2 separate regions of the Mus musculus genome follow, and region 1 is linked to region 2. A link is a contact called in public HiChIP or PLAC-seq data. All regions are on one chromosome and are shown on one strand. Each heading gives the region's core, a stretch centred on a gene start, on an enhancer-like site or on the middle of the called end of the contact. The rest is flanking DNA. Distances are from core to core; before and after follow the strand shown.

Region 1 (5,994 bases), core at 3,189-5,688, 380 kb before region 2:
CCTTCCTGTGGGCCTGGTGCACGGTGAACACCAGGGCTGTGTACCTGAGGTCCAGGAGGCAGGAGTGCCTTTCCGCAGAGCCGGACACGTGTGCGCTTGCTCCGTTCCTGGACCTGCTGAATCACAGCCCACATGTGCAGGTGAGAGGGCGGCATGGAGACAGGTCCTGCCGTTACAGAAGCCTGCCATGTAGGGACAAGGGTTCTGAGTCAAGGATGGAATGGTAGTGGAGGTGTAGCCTGCTTCAGGTGGATGTGCCGGGCCACCGCCTTCATGCTGCCCTGTCGTCATTCTAGCAAATGTCTGCTGAGCTTCTGCACTGCGCTGCCCTCCAGGCCTGCGGGCCCTGTGCTGAGCCAGGCCTTTCCCCGATCCAGGCAGTGACACTGGGCACACAGAGCATGTGAGGCTGGACACAGGGACTCAGTCATTCCCCAGCAGCCTCACTTGGATTTTATTGCTGTTTGTGGACATTTGTGGACCTTGGTGATTCTATAGATGACCATAGAAAGCCCCAGCCATAGTTGGTGGGAGCCTGAGGGTCCTGAGCTACAAAAGACCTTTCTTACCTTAAAGAACTATTAACAAATAACAGCCAGTGATCAAGACCACAGTTGGTGGAGCCTTTGCAACTGCTAACAACAGTCTTAGTACTGCCATAGTTTCTTCTCTTAGGCTGTTTGTGACAGATCAACTCCCAACAGATGTCACGCTTGGTCATTTTCAGAGTCCATGACTGGAGTTCCTCCCTCACCTGGGTAAGGGCGAGATGGAGGAGGGAACAGGCTGAAGTGCAGGAGTCGGATTCTCTGTCCGTGGGAGTCTCCCTGCTGAGCGTGTCACACTGCCTCGTACTGAAATTACCATGGTGGCTTGATGAGCCTTTAGGCCTGCGCTAACAAGAGGACTCTCATACCTTCTCCTGTAGGTAAAAGCGGCGTTTAACGAGAAAACCAGGTGCTATGAGATTAGAACAGCCTCGCGCTGTAGGAAGCACCAGGAGGTGTTCATCTGCTACGGCCCCCATGATAACCAGAGGCTGCTCCTGGAGTATGGCTTTGTCTCCGTCCGCAATCCTCACGCCTGCGTTCCTGTCTCGGCAGGTTGGACTGGCTGATAGTGGTTATTTCCCGTTCTAATGGAAAGAGCTGTCCTAGGCAACATTCAGTTTCTCAGGCAGAGCCTGCCTGCGCTTCCTGAGTGGAATTTCTTTGTTGAAGTAAAATCAGCACAACTGATTGATACTGATTGATCGGTTCATCCGGGTCATGAACCAGGACGGTGGAGTGGGAAGAGAGCTGCTTAGCGGATGAGTGTGAGTGTCACGGCTGGGAGGAAGCAGGCATCTTTGTTCTGAGGCGTCATTGTTGCTGCAGAGGGAGTAAGCCTGTCGTGAGTGGAAACTTACTCAGCACTCAGGTAGAAGAAGCAGCTAAGCCCTGAGCAAGCCGCCAGAGGCTTCAGTGCCCGGCTTATGTTCATCTGTGTAGGCTGGGACGAGTATAGTATAGTAACTCTCAGGAGACACTGTCTGCCTTCGTAAGGCAGAATATCAAGTATGCTTCCTAGAGACACAAGAGCCAGAGCTGGGGCAGCGAGATGGGACGGGCCAGTGGGTGGAGGAGGGGCTTGCCGTAAAGCTTGGTGACCCGAGTTCAGGCCTCAGGACGTCCAGGGTGGAAGGAGAGAACTGGCTCCGGTAATTTGCCCTCTGCCCTTCCGTATGTATGTGGTACACTGACAACACATGATAAATGCATGCAGGGATTTCTCTGTAAAGAAAAGTGTGAGTGGGGACTTGTCCAGTGAGTTAGGAAGCCGGCTGGCTTTGAGATTGGCCTGTTCTGAGTCCTTGTAGTTGTCTTGTGGTGGCTCTGACTGTAAGCAGTTCATGTGTGTCTTAGTCAGGGTTTCTATTCCTGCACAAAACGTCATGACCAAGAAAAGAAGCAAGTTGGGGAGGAAAGGGTTTATTCAGCTTACACTTTCCACATTGCTGTTCATCACTAAAGGAAGTCAGGACTGGAACTCAAGCAGGTCAGGAAGCAGGAGCTGATGCAGAGGCCATGGAGGGATGTTCTTTACTGGCTTGCTCAGCTTACTCTCTTTTTTTTTTTAAAGATTTATTTATTTATTATTATATGTAAGTACACCGTAGCTGTCTTCAGATGCACCAGAAGAGGGCGTCAGACCTCATCACGGGTGGTTGTGAGCCACCATGTGGTTGCTGGGAATTGAACTCAGGACCTTCGGAAGAGCAGTCAGTGCTCTTACCCACTGAGCCACCTCTCCAGCCCCCAGCTTACTCTCTTATAGAACCCAAGACTACCAGCCCAGAGATGGCACCACCCACAAGGGGCCTTTCCCCCTTGATCACTAATTGAGAAAATGCCTTACAGTTGGATCTCATGGAGGCATTTCCTCAGCTGGAGCTCCTTTCTCTGTGATAACTCCAGCTGTGTCAAGTTGACACAAAACTCGCCAGTACACCGTGTAAACACATGGAACAAGCATTATGTTTAACATGGAGTAGGGCCCAGGGGTTGGCTCAGTGGCCTGCCTGGTCTGGCATGTGCAGGCCCTCTCTGAAGGAAAAGGAAAGCTTGCTTCTGTCAGAGTTACACCCCCAAATCCTTGCTTTTCTTTCTTTTTAAAACACAGAATGGAAGTCTTCTATCACCTCAAAAAACAAAAGAGCCATTGCTTTCTCTCTCCTTCAGAAACGTCCGCCAGGCTTCACAGTTTAGGCTGAGGCTGTGGTCACGGCTGCGGGGACTGCTTTGAATCAGGTGTAACGCAGTATTGCCGTCCTGGGCGTGTGCTGAGGCAGCCTGTTCCTAGCTGGCCCCCAGCAGGGCTAACCCTCTGGCGGCTTCCTCTTAGGCTGTTGATGTGCTTAGGGGCAGCCTGAGCCTCGCGTCTGTGCTTCTGTCCTCCGCCTTGGAAAGCTCACAGCTCTTCAGGGAGCCGGGATCTCAGCGAGCTGTCCTAAAGAGGACACTTGGTGTGAACTGGCAGACACTCTGGTTATCGTGGGCGGCTGATGGGAGGGAGAGGGGCATGTGCTTTATCTGAATCACATCCTAAGTCTGATGGTCTCCTCTCTAATGCAGACATGCTGGTTAAGTTCCTCCCTGCAGCAGATAAGCAGCTCCACAGGAAGATAACCATTTTGAAGGATCATGGCTTTACAGGGTAAGGCTTTTCTGTCTGGAAATTATCCCTTCAGGGAGTTCCCATGGGAATACTCCTGGCTCTGGTTTCTGTAAGTGTGACCCTCCTGTCTCTGTGTTGGCTGTCAGGTGGGTGTTTATTAAGCTCTTAGACTGTAGCAAGTTGGGCTTGTTGTCCTAGGCACTCAAGGGGTGAGAGTCAAGCTTGAAACAGTCCTGTCCGTGACCCAGGCCCGGGTCAGGTGGGGTGGAGCTGCGCTGTCACAGGCCATGCTGGTCCCTAGCAGAACATCAGGGACGGTGACCTACACCGGATCCCCAGCTCTTTCACGTCTTCTTTTCTGGATAAAATCAGGTTTTTTGGGTACACAGCGACAGTGGCTGTTTGCTCTCCGGGATGACCAGGGTCTCTGTGTTCATCTCACTGTAAACGTGTGATGTAGTTACCAGGCCGCTTGCTGTGGTCCCGTGACCAAGTTCAGTGTCTGGCTGAAATTGATTGGAAATGGCTTTTAGCCTTGTCTTAGTTAGGGTTACTAGTGCTGTGATAAAACACCATGACCAAAAGCAAGTCTGGGAGGAAAGGGTTCATTTGGCTCACACTTCCACATCACAGGAACTCAAGCACGGCAGAAGCCTGGAGGCAGGAGCTGATGCAGAGGCCATGGAGGGGTGCTGCTGCACTGCTGGTTTTGTGTGTCAACTTGACACAGCTGGAGTTATCACAGAGAAAGGAGCTTCAGTTGGGGAAATGCCTCCATGAGATACAACTGTAAAGCATTTTCTCAATTAGTGATCAAGGGGGAAAGGCCCCTTGTGGGTGGTGCCATCCTTGGGCTGGTAGTCTTGGGTTCTATAAGAGAGCAGGCTGAGCAAGCCAGGGGAAGCAAGCCAGTAATGAACATCCCTCCATGGCCTCTGCATCAGCTCCTGCTTCCTGACCTGCTTGAGTTCCAGTCCTGACTTCCTTGGTGATGAACAGCAATGTGGAAGTGTAAGCCGAATAAACCCTTTCCTCCCCATCTTGCTTCTTGGTCATGATGTTAGTGCAGGAATAGAAGTCCTGACTAAGACAGCTACTTACTGTTTTGTTCCTCTTGGCTTGCTCCTCCTGCTTGCTCATAGAGCCCAGGACCACCTGCCCAGGGATGACTCCACCCACAGTGGGCGGGGCCCTGCGCCATTGTTCACTGATTAAGAAGGTGCTCTGCAGCTGGATCTGAGGGAGGCAGTTCCTCAGCTGAGGTTCTCTTCTTTCCGGTGACTCTAGCTTGTGTAAAGATGACATCAACTAGCCAGCACAGCCCAGAGCAGTCAGAGCAGGTTCCGTTTGTGTGGAGTGACCCACACAGAGGCTGGTGTTACCCAGCTTCATTCGTCGTAGCCGCAGCCTGATTTTCTCGCCTCTGTGTGGAGGTGACCTAGCATTGTACTTGTTCAAAGCCACTGCTGGCTTCCTTGGGTGCTTGCCACGGAGTCGTTTCTACGCGACACATTTGGTGTTGCCTGCTTCTCTTTTGTAGAAATCTGACGTTTGGATGGGATGGGCCGTCCTGGAGGCTACTCACGGCTCTCAAGTTGCTGTGTCTGGAAGCCGAGCGCTTGTAAGTCTCCCCTGCATTACGTACAAGCTGCGCCTACTTCCTGGTGAAGCTGAGGGGTTTGGGAGGCTTGGATTTAGAGGGAAGGAGTGGACTGTGCCCCGCTGCTTTCAGGGGCCTTAGCCTTCCAGAGTGCGTGGCTCTGAGAACTTGCCCCTCTGTCCAGGTGACCCCTGGTGACTGAGTATTGTCAGCGCTGTCACTGTTCAGGGCACATCTGCCAGTGGGTGGCTTTTCCTGTGGTAAGCAAGCTTCTAACCACAACCCTCTAACTGTCCTAACCAGCCCCGCTGAAGGCCTTTTTCGTGAAAGGAGCCGGGTAGAAGAACCCAGTGTAGACGTTCATCTTGCTCAGGCTCCTCACCCTTTCTAAGGGGTTAGGGCTGCCAGTCACACCCCAGAGCCTTCACCTCTGCAAGCCAAGGCACCGTGAGTGACTGACTCACCTGGGTGTAGAGGATGGCCTAGCTGCAGACTCCTTCCATTTGGAGGGCGTGTGGCAGTGAGCTGTGTTTGTGGCTGTCACCTTTTAGGAAAAACTTTCCCTTAAAGGAGCACACAGTGCTACAGCTGCTGAGTCTTGTGGCCATTTGCCAGAGCCTGGCCTTCCGGTTTTGTGTTTCTGCCCCTTGTGCCCCTGTAGCTGGTGGGTGTGACTTCAATGACTTGTCCACCAGACCCAGGACTGCTGTGAAAATAGAATCCAGTCTCTGCTGGCCGGGAGCCGACTGACTAGCTGGCCCTTGATTTACTCTGCTCCTCTTTCTTCCTCCGTGCTGGTGGCTCCCACTCAGGAGCTGAATGATGTCACGGCTTAGGAGCCGAGCTTCACTGTGCTCCGGAAGAATGGGCGTGCTGTGTGTCATCTTGCAGAGTGAGTGCCATCTCCGGTAACGGGGACCTGCTGAAATGACTTTATTGAATATTTCTGCTCTAGCACATCCTGGAAAAAGGTGCTCCTTGGCGAAGTCATCTCCGATACAAACGAGAAGACAAGCTTGGGCGTGGCCCAGAAAATATGCTCTGACGTCATCGAGGAGACGCACGCTGTGCTGCGCAAGGTGTGGGCCCAAGGTTTCAGTCCCGAGGCTGCTTATCATGTGTGCCATTAGGGAAGTCCTGAGAGTTCCTGATGAACAAATGTGGCTGTGTTAACAGGTTTACATTTTACAAGTTAAGTAAATGCGGCTGGGGAGCTGGCCTGATGGTGACGACCGGCA
Region 2 (5,885 bases), core at 2,857-5,356:
GATGTCTTCGGCCCTCAGTGTGGCCTGTCTCCTTTGGAATGAGGTTCTAGGAGACCAAAGTTAAATTTTTGTTTTGCCACATTTTCACAAAGACATGTGCCTGGTAGAAATCCTTGTACTCTTTGCTTCTGAGGTTTCACAATGTCTCCAAGGAGGGCTTTGTGGATCCTTGGGAGCGGAATAAAGAGCCTGACGGATGTGTGGGCAGTTTGTATTGGAAGGAGTTAGTCTGGCCTGTTGGTGATTAGATGATAGACTAGGCTTTGCCTGGCTTGCATGGATTGTAATTCCCATTTCAGCCTGTCCACCCATGGTGGAGGTAGACAGAGATGTTTCTCACATTCTGGGAGGAGTGTACCCGAAGCTGGAGTAGAATCTTGGCTTTCCTCTCCCACAGGTGACATATGCTGTGGCTTTATCTCTTGACTGCATAGACTGTTTAGCAAGCTGCAGTTTTGTTGGCCGTCTGAGGGTGTTAGCTTTGACCCTAAAGGAAGGCTCCATGATCAGGCAGGACTCACAAATCAGGGGTCATAGATGCATCTCACCCAAGATGGGAAGAAAAGACTGTCCCTGCTTCTTATGGACCCTTGCATCACTGTGAATGTCCCTGGAGGAGTCTGCACAACCGGAAGCAGCCTGAAACATCCACACCCTGAAGTGATGATTTCAGAGACCATCACCACCCAGGAAACAATCCGAAGGACCCTCACTCTTTACTGGTCGCTTGGAAATCCCAGGCAACACCCAAGACAGCAGCATTCTTTCCTTCCAGTCCCCCCTCCTGTCCCACAGTTTTATCTCTATGGGTGAAACCAGACCAGTGTGGATTGCACAAACTACTGAGCATTCTAATTCTAAAGATGAAGGTCAAGTGATAATGGAGATTAGAAGACTGTTGTGCAATCGGCTGTCTCTTCTAGAGCTAAACACGGGAACCAGAAACAATGATCTCTGTTGCAACACTGACTTAGCCAACTGCACTGAAAACCCTCTGTCCACAGCAGTACGTCCACACAACTGAATAGTATTCAACCCTGAAGAGGAATGAACTCTCAAGGCATGAAGAGCCTCTAGGGAAGAGACCCTAATGCATATCACATGTGCAAAGAAGCCAGTCTGAAAGGATGCAGAGTGTCTGGTTCTGGCTTTGTGATGTTCTAGAAGAGGCAAAATGAGAGGGAGTAAGGAGACTGGAGGTTGCTGGGAGCTTTGTGGGTGGAGAAAGGAATATGATGATAGGCCATAATGATGGGTTTTCAGGGCAGTGACACTGTTCCATAACAGCACACATGGGTTGTCTAAACTTACGAGACATTTGTCACTGAACGAGAAGCCTAATGTACACTGTGGGTTTTAGTTGGTCGCAGCGTGACTCTTGGTTTAGGGAAGTGAACCACCGTAGTTGTGGGTATTAGGCATGGAGGAGATGAGGTGTGGGGGTCATGGAAACAGTTAATCTTTCTCCACAACTCACTTAAAGCCTAAAATGTTCCAAATATTAGTCTATTGATGCAGAAGGAGATAGTTTCAACACAGGGTAGTCTGTGAGGCTGGTGGTTGGCTGAATGGTGTTGGGGTAAAGCGTTCTGGGCTTTAGTGTGTGAGGACTGAGAAATGCACAGATCTAAGTTGATGCAGAACTTTCTGTGTAGAACATGGAACAGGATCTGAAGTCACCCAGCGTGTCAGGAATCCCACTCACATCAAGGCCCAAGTAGCCATTTCACATTCTGTGCCCCGTGCACTCCCAGCTCCCAAGGCTCAGGAAAGACAGCGAGGGTCAAGTGTACCCCCGTTCTTGCTCTCCTGCATCCAGTTCTAGCAATTCAAACTCATAGTCATCTCTCCCCTGTGCTCCAGGGGCTCTGGCTCACACGCATCACCCAGTGCCTCGACAACTCCTCTTAACTCATAGATGGTGGCATGTGCCCATGTGCTCAAGCTAGGCAGTGACTTAGCTCAGTGAGGAAGATGCAAGACAAGTGCCTTGAAGAAAAGCTGTTTCTCACTCTCTCTTCTGAAGGCTTCTAGTGCCGAGCAGGGTGTGGCCGAGGCCTGCTGAAGACTCTCCTTGGCTTGCAGACAGTCACCCTGTTCCCTGTATCCTCCTCAGACAGATTTCCCCCTTTTATCTTTATAAATAAATCCCTGATCCTACCGTGATTACCCAATCTCCATGACCCAATATAACCTTAACTATGTCCTAAATCTCCCATCTCCAATTCCCATCCCATTAGGAGATAGAGCTTCCACACCCAAAGTTTGGAGGCCCTGACAGTATCCGTGTGAGGAGTGAAAACCCAAAGCCTTATCTGCCCCCACCAACTGCACTTTTTTGTGTTTTGCTTTCTTTAATTTTCTTCCTTTTCTCTTCTGTCTTTGCGTACTGCTTTCCACACGCAGGAACTGAAATTCTTCTGGGAAATGCTGGCTCTGCATTTTGCTGTTTTATATGGATATGTGTCTTGCCTTTATAAGCTCTGCTGTCCGTCTACAAAAGGAATATTAGGAAGTCCACATAATAACAGTGTTCCATGGACCAAATAAAGCTGAAAGACACACTGTTCACTTGTGGGTACTCATGTAGGTGTGCACCTATTCAACATGATCCTTTCTTCTGTGTGTTTTGTGGCTGAGTGACCCCCACAGCAGTGCCCCGTGCACTTAGAATGCACAGTCTCATGTGCATCCCATGGCAGTGTGGATGTGGCATGGGTAAAGTCTCAACTTGGAATTTGTTGGGAGAGAGCAATCCATTAAAGAGGGAAAAATCAATAGCCCAATTAGGGCCCATTTCATCCAGTAATGATGGCAGCTGCCCTAAAGGACCCTGCTACCCACTGCTGCCTCTAATGCTGTGTGCTGGCTGCCACTAGAGCCAGCCCAGGAAGCAGTGCCCTCTCAGGACCCCTTGGATATGGAAAGTGCAGCAGATGCGGGCATATACATCCTGTCTTAATCAACAACACAGCACGGTAACTTAGCAAGAGACAACCCCCTCCCTCCTCTGCTGAGCTCCGGCAGTAATAGGATAGTAATAGTAAATAGAAAAAGTATTTTCTACTTGATTTTTTTGTGCTTTTTGTCATCTGCTTTCTCTAAGGAAGACTTGAAGCTAGCACCAGCATGAAGCCAGTTTTGCCACACTGTGAGGGAGCTGTAAAACCTCGGGAACATTCCTTGTGAAAATTTGCTCTTAGAGTGATTTAGGTCTAAGCTGAGCTGCCATTTGTGTGTGTGTGTGTGTGTGTGTGTGTGTGTGTGTGTGTGCATGTATATATGTGTGTGTGCATACAGGTATGTGCATGTGTGTGTGCATGTGTGTGCATGTATGCATGTGTGTAAGTATGTTTGTGTGTGTGTACAAAAGGAGCCTCAGTTCCCCACATTTGTCTAATCACCATTGTTAAATGCCTTCCAACCAATCCCTTGCAGACTCATTTAAGAACCTCAATGTATTCTCAGCTTACTCAGCTCTATATCTTATGTGGAAAGCTGTAAAGTTTTGTGTTTTGTGTTTTGCTTTGTTCCTTTTAAAATACGGGCTTTGGGGCCAACAAGTTGGCTCACCTTGCAAAGCTGCTTGAAACCAAGCTCGATGACTGAAGTTCAATCCCTGGAGCCCACAGTTAGAAGGAGGAAACTGACCACAACAAGTTGCCCTCTGACCTTTGTGACCTGGGTGGTATATGCACCTGCACATTAGAGCAAACACACATGCGTCCACAAACAGAAATGTACGAGTGAATGAATGAATGAATGAATGAATGAATGAATCTGATAAAGCATCAACACCTGTTCCCATCAGGCTTTTGACCTTCAAAGGTCATCTCCCCTTGTGAAACCTCCATCTCGAGACGAGCCCTGAGCATGCTTGTTTCAAGGCCACTTGAAATTTAGGATGTTATTTTAGTTCTGTTTGGAACAAAAACAAAGCTGAGCAGTCATAATTTAATCTCTCCTCAGTGGAAATGGTCCCTATTAATTTCAGCGTAATTAAAATGTGTATTTTATGACTAAAAAGGGAAAGAGAAGAAACGGGGCAATGTGGAAATGAATCATCAGCCTGAGCTGCTTGGCTTGGTTCTTCAATGGAGCTTCCCCTCAGCCTCTATCCCTTATGAGAGTACAGAGTGAAAATCTCAGTTGGGGCAGAGGGCTCAGTTTGCCCTTTAGCCTTCTCTCTTGTTTTCCAACATCGCTCAGATACCCAGGGACAAGCAGTCATTTATTAGATGGCTCCTGGAGGCTAACTGCCCCGCCCCGCCCTCCACACACTCACTAGGTCTTCCTCCCTCTCCCCGTCTCTGCTCTCAAGGGGGAAAAGCACTTAAAAGGGCATCTTTCAGGGGCTCAGCCCATGTGTCCCTGTCTCATCTTCTAATGCCCTGGAGGAAGAGGAATGGCTTGCCTGGATTCTGGGGGGAGAAGGTCCCCTTGCTGTCTCTTCCTCAGTCTTTAGTTGCTCCTCCCTGAGGCTCTTGGCCAAGCGTAGAATTCACTCCTTCAGCTCTTTGAGAAGAATGTGAGGACAAGTGCCCACCTGCCTGCTGTGTACCCCAGCCACGTCCTTGTCTTGACCTTGACAGAAAACATTAATATTTGGGATGGAGTTTGAAAGGGAGGGCTTCTCTTCAATTTATCACCATGGCAACCATAGGGCATTGGTCACCAGGTGATGGTGTGGAGTCCGAAGTGTCCGAAGGTTGAATTAGCTTACCCGGTAAATCAATTTCCTTATAAGGATCTCCAGAACCCATATTTTTGGGGTTTTTTTTGTTTATTTGTTTGTTTTGGTTTGTTTTTTTGTTTTTTGTTTTTTTTTTTTTTTGGTTTTTGGTTTTTCGAGACAGGGTTTCTCTGTGTAGCCCTGGCTGTCCTGGAACTCACTTTGTAGACCAGGCTGGCCTTGAACTCAGAAATCTGCTTGCCTCTGCCTCCCAAGTGCTGGGATTAAAAGCGTGCGCCACCACCGCCCGGCTAGAACCCATATTTTAAAAAATTGGGTGTGAAGCGGGCATGGTGGTGCATGTCTTTAATCCCAGCACTAAGGAGGCAAAGGCAGGCCAATTTCTGTGAGTTCAAGGTCAGCCTGGTCTACAGAGCAAGTCCCAGGAAACACTATCACGGAACACAAACAAACAACAACAACAAACCCCCCAAAACAAAATGCAAATAAAAACCAAGTAAACAAAGAAATAAAGCTGGATGTGAGAACATGCTCTCACAACACACTGTTAGAGAGATGGGTGTGACAATGTTAGACACTGTTAGAGAGATGGGTGTGAGAATGTTAGACACTGTTAGAGAGATGGGGAACAGAAGATCCCAGTGATACAAACAGCCTAGACAACATGGGGAATTCCTGGCCCCTGGGAGACCCAATCTCAAAACTAGCTGGATGGCTCCTGATGAACGATACCAGAGGATATCCTCTCATGTCCACACACACCTGCACACAGATGCATGCATACCATTGTGCACACGTGCATGCACATGTGACGTCTACATCTCCCAGTCGTGTTTTGACTTGCGTGTCCAATGGTTCTTGCTTCTGCTACGGGTTGAGAAAAGACTGCCGCATCTCTGAAGGAGGGGAAGGTAAATAACTACAATGATTGACTCTGATGTTTGATGGTGCGCGGCGGGCTCACCATGATCAGGAAGCCTCAGTTCTTACATCAGAACTACATTATGGCCAGTGGGAACATCTGGTGTCCCCATCAGATCACTGTGCATTAACTATGGCCCAGTATAAGATGCAAGAACTCTGGTTCCTGGGAGAGTTCCTGAGTTGCCTTTGGTCTAGTCATTCTATTTGATATATGTATGTGTATGTGTGTGTGTGTATGTGTGTGTGTGTGTGTATATATATATACATA

Evidence for each region. HiChIP or PLAC-seq counts read pairs in DNA pulled down with a chosen protein or histone mark.
Region 1: an H3K4me3 HiChIP or PLAC-seq map of bone marrow-derived macrophages shows a contact between it and region 2, with 7 times the contacts expected there. The contact joins two enhancer-like sites. A contact is called at or near these places in 1 of 115 datasets of contacts at active chromatin or transcription factors (bone marrow-derived macrophages) and 1 of 9 other capture datasets (adipose tissue).

The regions. Positions count from the first base shown.
Region 1 is chr16:93,585,020-93,591,013 of GRCm38.p6, reverse strand. Setd4 (SET domain containing 4) reads left to right here. Exons shown (of 12, transcript NM_145482.3): 7 at 1-140; 8 at 929-1,103; 9 at 3,114-3,195; 10 at 4,697-4,777; 11 at 5,712-5,835. Among named protein-coding and RNA genes, the nearest start is that of Setd4, 16 kb to the left of the region's middle. Within about 2 kb of position 4,438, at least 118 of the 459 cell types and tissues checked have an H3K27ac peak or open chromatin away from gene starts, as enhancers often do. A contact at or near this core is called in bone marrow-derived macrophages, where this site is marked.
Region 2 is chr16:93,202,917-93,208,801 of GRCm38.p6, reverse strand. No RefSeq gene overlaps it. Among named protein-coding and RNA genes, the nearest start is that of Gm30530, 12 kb to the right of the region's middle. Within about 2 kb of position 4,106, at least 4 of the 459 cell types and tissues checked have an H3K27ac peak or open chromatin away from gene starts, as enhancers often do. A contact at or near this core is called in bone marrow-derived macrophages, where this site is marked.